Linked DNA regions of Mus musculus: all the other regions are linked to region 1. A link is a contact called in public HiChIP or PLAC-seq and promoter capture Hi-C data. All regions are on one chromosome and are shown on one strand. The core of a region is the stretch at or near the end of the contact, and the rest is flanking DNA. Distances in the headings are between cores, read along the strand shown. Region 1 overlaps Crtc3 (CREB regulated transcription coactivator 3). Region 2 overlaps Iqgap1 (IQ motif containing GTPase activating protein 1). Region 3 has its middle 15 kb from the start of Gm44851.

Region 1 (3,341 bases), core at 804-3,303:
GGCAGGAGTTTAAAGTGAGCTGTTTCATAGCTAACAGCATACACACCAGAAAAGCCAAGAAGGCCTCTGTCTCCCTGCAAACTCTGAGTAAGTCACCAGCTGAGGTGTCAAACTGTCCTTCCTGTCACTTGTCACTTGCTGCCCAGCCTTTTGACTCCTCACACAGGACTTATTAGTTCATTAGTGACGCCCCTAGGCTAGCGAACTTCTGTATATCAGCACAGGTCCAGGCCCAGAATCCCAACTAGGGGCTTAGGAAACAATCGCAGAGAGACAGCTCATGATCAGTGAATCAGATCACACTCTGCGCTCAACAACTTTCTCTGCATATCTGTTTGGTTTTTCCTTTCCCTGGGAGCTGGCAAGCTTTGCTAATGCTCTTACAAACTGATTCAGAGCCAGGCCATCCTCTAGGATGTATTGCCCAGAATGAGACAGGTTCCCTGAACACGCAGTACAGTCCTTCCTAGGACTTTACCTGTTCCATTCCCAATGTCAGAACATTTCCTGGGAACTGCTAAGTTCTTGAATATACTATCTATGGTGACTTGAATGAGAACAGCCCTCATAGCCTCTCATGTTTGAATACTTGGTCTCTAGTTGGTAGAACTAGTTAGGAAAGATTAGGAGGCGTGGCCTTGTTGTAGGAGGTGTCACTGGGTAGGGGTGGACTTTGAGGTTTCAGAAGACATTCCCAGTTAGCTGTCTCTGCTTTGAGGTTGTGTCTCAGGATGTGAGTGCCCAGCTATCGCTCCAGTGCCATGCCTGCCAGCATGCTTTCTGCCATGCTCCCCACAATGATGTCATGGACTCTAAGCCCCTAATAAACTCTTTCTTCTATAATTTTCCTTGGACATGGTGTCTTATCACAGAACTAGAAAAGTAACTAAGATACTATCTGAAGTTATTTTCCTTAATTAATTAATTATTACTATTTGCCTCTTAGCTGTCCACCGTCTCCCAAAGGACTGTAAAACTCAAAAATACAGGGTTGATATCCCCTTCATCACTTTGAGCTCTGTGCCTAAGACATTGCCTGGTCCAGGAAAGGGTCTCCATGTGTGTTTAGTGAGTGGACACATCACACCCTACTTCTTTCTTAACCTTTAAGCCTCAATCCCCTTCTCTCTCCCGTCCGTGTCTCTCTCTCTCTCTCTCTCTCTCTCTCTCTCTCTCTCCATCTCTCTCTCCCCCTACCCCTTTTCTTCCCTTTTCTCTCTTTCCCTTCCCCCTCCTTCCAGTCTTTTCCTTCTTCATGCTGAGAATGAACCCTAGGCTGTGCACAAGCCATAAGGCTCTGCCACTGAGCCACGCTACCAGGGAAATTTTTTTTCTTGAACCCAAACCCTCAAGAATGCTAGGCAAGCACCTACCACTGAGCTGCACACTCCAGCCCCTGCACAGTTCAATCAGGCAGAGAAACATCTGGTTGTTTGCTAGAGGATTCCAAGCCATTTGGACAATCGCTCGGTGTGCCACTCCACATCAGATGTGCTCGTTAGATAAACTGCTTCCCTTTACCCTCTACATTCTACATGAAGTGTGGGAAGGAATTCCCACGATCCTACATCATTCTTATGTGCCCTGACGGACACCATGTAACAGAGAGAACTAGAAGTCACTGCAGCCCTGTGGGCTGGATCTGTCCAGTGGGGAGAGCTGGGAGAAGTCAACACTCCCCAGAACCACTGTCCTCACCTCTCAGCAGAGAGAGACCTAGAGGCCATGATGGCCAGGAAAGCTGGGCTTCCTCTCTACATCCCTGCTGTTCCTCACAGGAGTATTCTCCTGCATATGTTAGCATGGCCACTGAGTGGACGAGCCTGGGCTACATGAGTCGCAGCAGTGGACTCTTGGGCAACTTACTCTGATATCTTAGTTTTCTCGTGGGAAAACTGAGGGTTAAAAAACAAACGACTCATTGAATTCTGAGGACTAAATGACATATAAATTGCCTAGCACAGTGTCTGGCATGGGTAGGTGCTCAGTAAACATGAGTGCCCTCCCCCACTTCCTGGTTTCTAAGCTTATGAAGCCAACTCTGCCATCACTGCCAGGAATCAGCTCTCTGCAGGGAGACTCGCCCCGCCCATCTGCTCCTTCCTCCGCCAGGCTTGTCCTGAGCTCAGTGAAGTGAGAGAAGCTTCCTCACTTCTGCCTCTCCTTGTCCTAACCAGCAGGCTCAGGTTTGTCTGCCCCAACCCTCAGTACTGTGCTGGCCCCACTCAGAAAGCCACCCTAGCCTGGCCCCTGTCCGACTCCCAACAGACAGTGCTGAGCTCAGCCGGTCGGGCTCACAGCTCCTTTCTTCATTACTCAGCCACACAGAGTGCGCTGGTACATCTCTGTTTAGGAGGCTTCCTAAACGCCCACTTTACATCTTACCTGTCATTTACTGAGTCTGAGACTAGACAGACAGACAGTCTTGTAAGATTTCCTCTTTCAGTTCCAAAAGCAGGTCATCAGGTCAACAAAACACAAACACATGGATCTGCCTGGGTTTGGCTAGACAGCCTACATCTCTCTAGTTGATTCAAAGTCAAGCTTAATACTGCTGATTTCTGAAGAAAACGTCAAAGATGCCTTGTCCACCAGAACTGAATGCTTATGTTCTGTTCTAGTCAACGGAACTTTACCGACGCTCTCATAACCAACGACCGAGCTCTTCCCAGTCTGGCTGTAGGGATGTTTACAGTTTTAAACTCTGTTACTTTTATTGCTTCCTCTCTGCAGATCAGATGAAGCTCTGAGGCCACAGGGGAACCACAGGGAGATAAATCCCGGCCATTTCTCAATCATTTCAAAACACACTCTCCTCAGACAGGGAAAAAGGATATCTGTCTCCCTGGCTTGTCCCCAGACCTTCGGTGAAGGGGGTGGAAGCGGTTCCGGGCTGGCCTCTCCACCAGCCCATGGTGGCGGGTTCCACGAACATTATCGGCTTGATGAAGTGATGGCTGCAGAGAGAAAGAAGAACAGTTAGCCTCAACCATGAACTGCCACTCACCCTCAGGAGCAACTGGTAACAGACAAAAGCCGGAGCTTCTAACTTTACTATTGCATGTTGGTGCTTTGCGTCAAAGTAAATAAAATGTCACACATGGCTCTGTTTCTATATAATTACAGAATATATCAAAAATAGCCTTTAATGTGTTAATATGGAAGCAGGCAGATTCTATACAAAAATTGTCACAATTAGGAAATGGAGAATCCGGGGGACTACGACTTCAAGCTCTTCTTGCTCTTCTAAAATTCTCCTCTAAGATGTGTTTATTGGGCCAGCAAGATAGGTCAGTGGGTAAAGGTGCCTGCCTCACCAACCCCGAGTCTGAGTTCAACCC
Region 2 (3,465 bases), core at 101-2,600, 150 kb after region 1:
TGTACCTTATTTGCACAATCCCTCATTTACAAATTATGGATGACTTATCCAAGGTCACTGCTACTAAGTGGCAAAGATGAACCCACTCTTGGTTTGGAACTCTTCTCACAGGGCACCACTGTTGTTGTTGCCATGAGACAGGATCCAGCAGAACTGGGTACCACAGGGGTCTACACAGAGGGAAGTGTCAGAAATCCCATGCAGGGGAAGGCTGGGAATGCCCCAGGACTGTCTCTTTAACACTGGGTCAGACAGTTCATCTCAACAGCAGACCCACCCATAACTCTCAACTCAGACACAAACTCTCTCATAAAATACAGCAGTTAGAGCTGGCAAGAGGGTAGAGTGGGTAAAAGTACTTTGCCACCAAACCTGACAAACTCTGTTTGATCCCCAGGACACGGTGGAAGAACCACTCTCAAAAGCTACCCTCTGATCTACACACACACACACACACACACACACACACACACATATACACACATACACACATACACACACACTTATGGCACATGCACCCTTCCCCCAAATAAATACATGAATAAATACATGTAATATTATTTTTAATTTAAGCATTTTAATTTGTCCTTATAAATTCATTTAAGATACATTTAAAAGTTAGTATCTGTGCCTCAGCAGTTGAGAGTTTGCATAGCACGCTTATTGCCCTACGTTCAATCCCCAGCACTGTGAAACATAGACAAATAAATGGGGAATAAAAAAATGGTTAAAAAAATAATCAATGCATAAAAGATAATTCATCAGCCAATGCAAAATTTTCTCCGCAACCCCGGTGATGCCGCCTCAAACAGTGTTCCCAAACAGCTAAAGTGAAGCATGAGAGGCACTGCCACACACAGAGATCAAAAACACTGGAGGGAAAGCATTTCCTCTGTGGACACAGCAGCCAGAAAGCTTTTCTGACACCAGCACCACCAGCTTTTTGCAGGCCACTCAGGCTGCCTTCTGGAACATGGCAGAAGGATGAGGGCATCATGTGACCAGCATCACCCGGGAACCTAGAAAGATCCACACTTAACAAGACACCCAGCACCTGACCAACCAGTCCTCCTCCTCTTGGTTTTTGTTTTAAGTCGGAGTCTCATTGTGTGGCCAAGGTCGGCCTCAAACCTGTGGTCCTCCTCAGTACTAGGATCACATGGTGGTTTATAGAGACCTGTGCCATGGCACTCTGCTCTTCATTTGCTAACAGAGGATGGTAGCAAAAACCTCCAAATAGGTTTGTTGTTAAGAATTCAGTAAGATTGTGACTGGAGTCTAGCCCAGTGCTTGGCAGATGATTAAAGACGTCTGTGCCTTTTCCTCCTGTGAGTCACACTCGCTACTTGATACTTCCGTTAAGTACAATGATTCCAGTTCCGTCAAGTATTCCCGTAAAAAGAATAATAATAGCGCATGCCCATAGAGCGTTCTGGATGATGACACAGTATATATAATTGCTAGGAATACCGGCTGGCACAGAGAAGGCACAGGCGTGTGGGGCCTGCTCCTCGGGACCCTCACATCCTTCCCACCCATCTCTGAACATTCTCCAACTGAACACAAGACCTACAGCCACAAGGAGAGAGCCTCTGAGCGTGTCCGTGAGGGAATTTTTCAATTCGGTTAGCTAAGATGAGAAGACCCATCCTACTGTGAGCAGTACCACTTCACAGCCTACGTCCCAGGCTGATCAAAATGAGACAGCCAGCTGAGCACCAGTGGACATCATTCCACTCACTGAGCTTGCAATGTGACCTCAAACTCCTGTCGCCATAACGGGCTGCACCCTCGAACTATAAACTAAAATAGAACCCTCCTTCCAGGCATGGTGGCACACATCTGTAATCCCAGTACTCAGAAGGCACAATGAAATTGAACTTGGTGAGTTCTAGGCCAGCCAGAGCTACAAATGAAACCTTGTCTTTAAAAGGAAAAAAAAAAAAAAAACAGAACAGAAAGTTTATTTTTTTTCCTTAAGTTCAGAAAATATCATACCAAGTGATGACTAAGAATATCCTACATGTGATCAGGATTCAGCCACAGATACAGCTTAGTGACAAAATTGCTATTTTTATAGAAAGTAGAGTTCCTCCTCTCACAAACGGTATAAATATTCATTATTTTCTCCTCAAACTACTTGCATGTAACCTATATGGGAATTATATTCAAAGTTCTATCTATCTGGAACTACTTCACAGAGTACTAGACTGAAAGGCCTGTTGTAAATATAAAACAAAAACAAAAACAAACAAACAAAAAAAATCTAACACCATGTGGCAGCTCCGAAACTAAATGCACGCATCGCCTCATGTGATCTTTGCATCAACCTCAGGAAACTAAGTAGCTTGGCCTCGCTTCACAAACTGAACGGAAAGTCACCCAAGAGCACCGCTGGGCAGCTCTCGCTTGACCATGATTCGAAGTTCACACTGTTTTCTTTAAGCCGGTCTTTTTTTTCTATTATGCATGTGGTTATTTGGCATGTATGTCTGTGCACTGTGTGTCTGCAGTGTCTGTGGGAGCCAGAAGAGGATATCATCAGATCAGATCCTCTGGGACTAGAGTTCCCTACAGTGGTGAGCCACCATGCCGATGCTGGGATTCAAACCCACGTCCTCTGGAAGAACAACTTGCTCTTAACTGCTGAAGATGTCCACAGCCCTCGAGTCCACAACATAGTCCTTCCTTCCGGGACAGCGACAGGTACAGCCTACTGAACACTCACCCTCCCACACAAGCTCAAGCTCTAGCACTGGGCTTCCTCACGCCAGCAGCAGCCCAGTTCCCGACCTCAAGCCCTCAGAGAGAAGCCATACGAGGATGAAACCTTGGTGACTGCTGCTGATATAATTAGTAGGAAAACTGAGCGCTTGTGTAATTACAAGATGATTTTTAAGAAATTCTTTATGAGGGTGCATGTTGAGACAGGGTCCAAGCTGGCTTCAAACTCCCAATCCTCCCATCTCTGCCTCTTAAATTCAGGAATTAGAAGTAAGTACACTATGCCCAAAACTTAGAGCTAACTTTTGACCACACACTTTGCAATTAATATGAAAACCAAGGTTGATTTAGAGATTTAAATGTGTACATACATATATGTGTGAAGTTATATAATCTTAAAGAGGAAAAGAGTTTACAAACAAGAGGACACAGGCAGACATCAGAGGGAAGGAGATGAGGTGAGATGGCTCACGGGTAAAGGCACATGACCACAAGCATGATGGCTGGAGTTCAATGCCCCAAACCCTCATGGTAGAAGAAGAGAAGCAACTTCCCCAGCTGTCTCTCCACTGAGCAGATGGCGCATACGCACCCAGACACCCACATGCACACTAAACAAATTAAAGAAATCATTTCCCACTATCCACCTAGGTGTAATGATGCTGGCCTACAGATTCCAGGCTTACAGGACAAGCTGGGGGCAGCCTCAGAAAACAAAAAATAAATAAGCAAAGCAGGGCA
Region 3 (3,762 bases), core at 245-2,744, 210 kb before region 1:
TGTCTCTTGGATTAACCACCCAGGCACATACAGAGGGCAGAATCAATACAACAGAACAAGCTGGCCTTAGGGTGGTCCCGGCTCTACACAGTCATCTCTGCCCCAGGTTCCTGATCCATTGCTGAGGAAGCTGACCCAGAAATAACTTTGTGAAGCCTCAGTTTCTTCATCCATTAAATGGGGATAATGATACCTCCCACTGTAGCAATGTCACAAGAATGGGGTGAACTAATTCTATAAACCGTTTGGCATGGTGCCTGGCACACAGCAGGTGCTCACAGAGGACAGTTGGCAAGATGACCTGACTGGGGGACTTTTCCAGCTGTGAGAGGCCAGTCTGTGACCCCTACTTCCTTTGGGAACTGCTACCTCACACCTGTGGAGTAGGCACCGGAGACAGAATACATTGGCCAAACTTGGAGCCTGAGAAAATGTGTCACTCTGTGGGAAATGGCAGAGGGTGTTGGTCTCAAGCTCTCCCTGACTAGGCCTCAAGTGCCCTGCAGCCTCCCGTGGTGTGTGTGTGTGTGTATGTGTTTGTGCTCGATAGTGTTTGGCTGAGGCTCCTCCCTCTCCTGTCTTTCCCTGAGAGGATTCTTAGTATTTTCTGGGGCCAGGATGGGTAACCCCATAATTTCCTCAGTTAGAATCAGGAGAAGAATGTATCTACCAATTCTGATTCCTGCCCATACCCAAGGCCACCCCCTGATCCTCAGCTCCATGTGTCCCCTCAAGTCACCAGAGAGGAATAGGAGGCTCTGGGTGGGGGAAAGAAAGATGTTGTTATTGTTTATAATAGTTTGGCTATTTTTATTTGGAGATAGGGTCTCACTAAGTTGCCCAGGCTGGCCATGAGCTGGTTTCTCCCAGCTCAGCCTCTGGAGTATCCCCGTGTTCCCTGTCAGGCCTGGACAATGGCCCTCATCTACTGTTTGTTTCTCTCAGTGTGGGATCTGAGCTTCCTTTCTGCAGTGCGTTTTACCAACAGCTGCTGCTTTCCCTACTACACTATGGGCAATAGCCCATCCGAGGGAGAGCACTCGTCCAGCCTTTGCGAGGTGCTGGGTTCTATTCCCAGCGCTGCAAAGCAAACAGGGACCTGGCGCTGTGGCAACGTGCTGCTTGGTGAAAGGCTTTGAGGCTAGATTTTATTTTCTTCTGTCAAACTTTTTCTTAGTAACCATGATTTGCATTTAAAAAAAAAAGTCAGAACTGCAGGCCAGCCTGGTCTAACATCAAGTTCCAGCAGGGCTACATAGTGACACACACACACACACACACACACATCCAAATAGCACAATAAACATGATCCATATACCCATACTCCTCCAGGAAGATGGATAGGTACCTTCCATCCCTCCAACATGAACCCAGAGCCTTGGACACGCAGGGGGAGGCCTCTACATCTGCTAACTCAGTCTCAAGGCAGGTGACTGGGAACCTCGGGTTGGGACTGCAGCTACGAACCCAGCTGGGCTCCTTCACATATCTAAATAGACATCAGCCTAGGGTGGGGCTGGTCCATTGCTCAGAGTCTAGTCAGCTTCCTTGTTCCTCAGTTCTAGGAAATCTTTCAGTGGCTTAAGAGGCTGACCCAGACCTCTGTCATCTGATATCAAAGGCAGTTGACCTTGATGAAGCTCAGGCCATGGGGGGTGGGGTGGAGTGGGGGCTCCCTGAGGAACTGGGCCAAGTGGAGGGATAGTGACCAGCAAGGGTGACATTTTCCTCACTTTTTTTAATCTGTTGCACTGCTGCATCAGGGTCCTTTGGAGGAGGCGCAGCTTGTGAGTCTCTGAGTAGTCCCCAGAGGACCAGGAAGCTGTGGAGAGAGGGCAAGGTGAGGGGAAAGCACAGCAGAGACCCCCATGTCCCCACCGGCAAGGTCCCCATGTCCTTTGTGGCCTCACAGACTTTGGCCACCACGCTGTGGCCACAGATGCGTTGCTGTCGGGGACTCTCCCGCTTTGTTCTGTTCTGCTGTAGCTCAGTGAGACAGATCTGTGGGTGCCGATCTCAGGTGACCGACCTCACCGAGGCCTTCACAGGCAGAGACTGGGAGAGGCTCTGACATTTGGGCTGGGGCAGTCCTTTGGGTGAGACTGCCCCTGTCTCTATTTAGCATATAAAGACACCTCTGCCAATCTGATAAATTTAAAAGACTTCTTGATGGTGGGTGGGAGGGATGCCTCTAATGCAAGCCCTCAGGAGGGGGATGCTGAAGAAGGATCAGGGGTTCAAGTTCCAGGGGCCAGAGCTCCAGAGCATGGGCCCCAGAAATCAACAAGGATCCTGGTGAAGATGGGGCTCGGAAACCGAGCTCGCATCCAGAGAGTCTAGGATCCTGCCATAGCAGACACCCATTGGAATACTAACACAGTCCAGTATACAGCACTGAAGTGTGTCCTGTCCCACGCATGTTCTGTCCCTATTGCTGGCCCCTCACGAGGCAGAGCCTGTTTTCTCTCCCCTTGCAGTAGAGCCGGCCCAGGGCCTCTTGTAGAATGAAATATGGTGGAAGCCATGCTGTTTGGACTCCAAAGTCAAGCCTCTGCCATTCCCCCACAATTGTTCTCTGAGCCTTCTTTGTTGGGGTGAGGAAGCCACAAGGCAGGGCCACACAGAGACGTCAGCGGCTGCTCAGTGATCTCTGTTGGTCTCCATCAGCACTAGTAGCCAGCCATGTTGGTGAGACGCTTGGGGACTCCAGCTCTGGCTCATCATGGCTTTTCTCTAAGGACCAACGCAATAACCTTTAAGTCAGTGTTTGGTTCCTGAATAGGAGACAGAGTTTCTGCTTCAGGTCAGAAACCACTGGGCTTTTGGCCAAGAAAGGCCTATGATTACAGCAGTGGCCTCAGAGGCCATAGCAAACTGGAGAAACCAGAGGCTGGAACTTTAGCAAGGAGTCTCAGCCCCAGTCCCTGCCTTAGGAAGTGAGGACAGAGGAGAGGGAAAGACACTGGGAAGGGCACAGAGCCCAGGAGGGTGGCTCAGGCCTGCAGTCCCAGACACTTGAGAAGCTGAGGCAGGAAGATGCCAGGGCTACAGAGTGAATTTAAGGCCAGTCAGGGCAGCTTAATGGGACCCTGTCTCAAAAGGAAAAAAAGAGATGGTTGTAGCTCAGTGGTAGATTCCTACCTAGTGTGAGTGTTAGTGATCATGCTACAGTGGAGGCAGAGGAGGTCTGAGCTATACAACCCATACTGTGTGGACACATTCACACCTCCATACACACGCACTCACACATACATACACCTGCACATAATAATAACAACAACAACAACAACAATAATAATTTTTAAAACCATACATACACAAAGCAAAAAAAAAAAAAAAACACACACACACACAGGAAAAGAAAAATTAAAAAAATAAGGGAAACAGGCTAGAGAGTTGGCTCAGTGGTTAAGACCACTTGCTGTTGCAAAAGACCCAGGTTCGATTCCTAGCACTCACATGGAGACTTACCACCTTGGGCACCAGCACGTATGGTGCACAGACACACATGAAGACAGAACGATCATACACATACAATAATAAAAATAAAAAATAAAATAAGGGGATAAAAGCTTTTCATTTCCTCCTGCAAAAATTGTCTCCAGCGCTCAAGGTTTAGGCTGAGTCTCTCTTCTCCAGGGCCGGCCCCTTGGCAAGGAGAACGTCTTCCCCAAAGGCCCTGATTTAGCTCCCACCTCCCCAAAGGAATCTGCACCCCACTTGGTAGTCTTGCTGAGAATTGGATTTTACTTCTCATGTTGT

Evidence for each region. HiChIP or PLAC-seq counts read pairs in DNA pulled down with a chosen protein or histone mark. Capture Hi-C pulls out chosen DNA fragments and counts their contacts.
Region 2: a contact with region 1 is called in a promoter capture Hi-C map of adipose tissue. The contact joins two enhancer-like sites. A contact is called at or near these places in 1 of 484 Hi-C or Micro-C datasets (CD8 T cells), 2 of 115 datasets of contacts at active chromatin or transcription factors (effector CD8 T cells and embryonic stem cells) and 1 of 9 other capture datasets (adipose tissue).
Region 3: a contact with region 1 is called in an H3K27ac HiChIP or PLAC-seq map of acute myeloid leukemia, with 2.1 times the contacts expected there. The contact joins two enhancer-like sites. A contact is called at or near these places in 2 of 39 promoter capture datasets (cranial neural crest and stem cell-derived epiblast-like cells), 5 of 115 datasets of contacts at active chromatin or transcription factors (acute myeloid leukemia, effector CD8 T cells, embryonic stem cells and 2 more) and 1 of 9 other capture datasets (pancreatic islet).

Annotation. Positions count from the first base shown.
Region 1 is chr7:80,626,783-80,630,123 of GRCm38.p6, forward strand. Crtc3 (CREB regulated transcription coactivator 3) reads right to left here. Exons shown (of 15, transcript NM_173863.2): 3 at 2,838-2,957. Among named protein-coding and RNA genes, the nearest start is that of Gm15880, 7.6 kb to the right of the region's middle. Within about 2 kb of position 2,054, at least 231 of the 459 cell types and tissues checked have an H3K27ac peak or open chromatin away from gene starts, as enhancers often do. A contact at or near this core is called in acute myeloid leukemia and adipose tissue, where this site is marked.
Region 2 is chr7:80,773,036-80,776,500 of GRCm38.p6, forward strand. All of the region lies in intron 2 of Iqgap1 (IQ motif containing GTPase activating protein 1), which reads right to left. Among named protein-coding and RNA genes, the nearest start is that of Iqgap1, 29 kb to the right of the region's middle. Within about 2 kb of position 1,351, at least 128 of the 459 cell types and tissues checked have an H3K27ac peak or open chromatin away from gene starts, as enhancers often do. A contact at or near this core is called in adipose tissue, where this site is marked.
Region 3 is chr7:80,417,962-80,421,723 of GRCm38.p6, forward strand. No RefSeq gene overlaps it. Among named protein-coding and RNA genes, the nearest start is that of Gm44851, 15 kb to the left of the region's middle. Within about 2 kb of position 1,495, at least 28 of the 459 cell types and tissues checked have an H3K27ac peak or open chromatin away from gene starts, as enhancers often do. A contact at or near this core is called in acute myeloid leukemia, where this site is marked.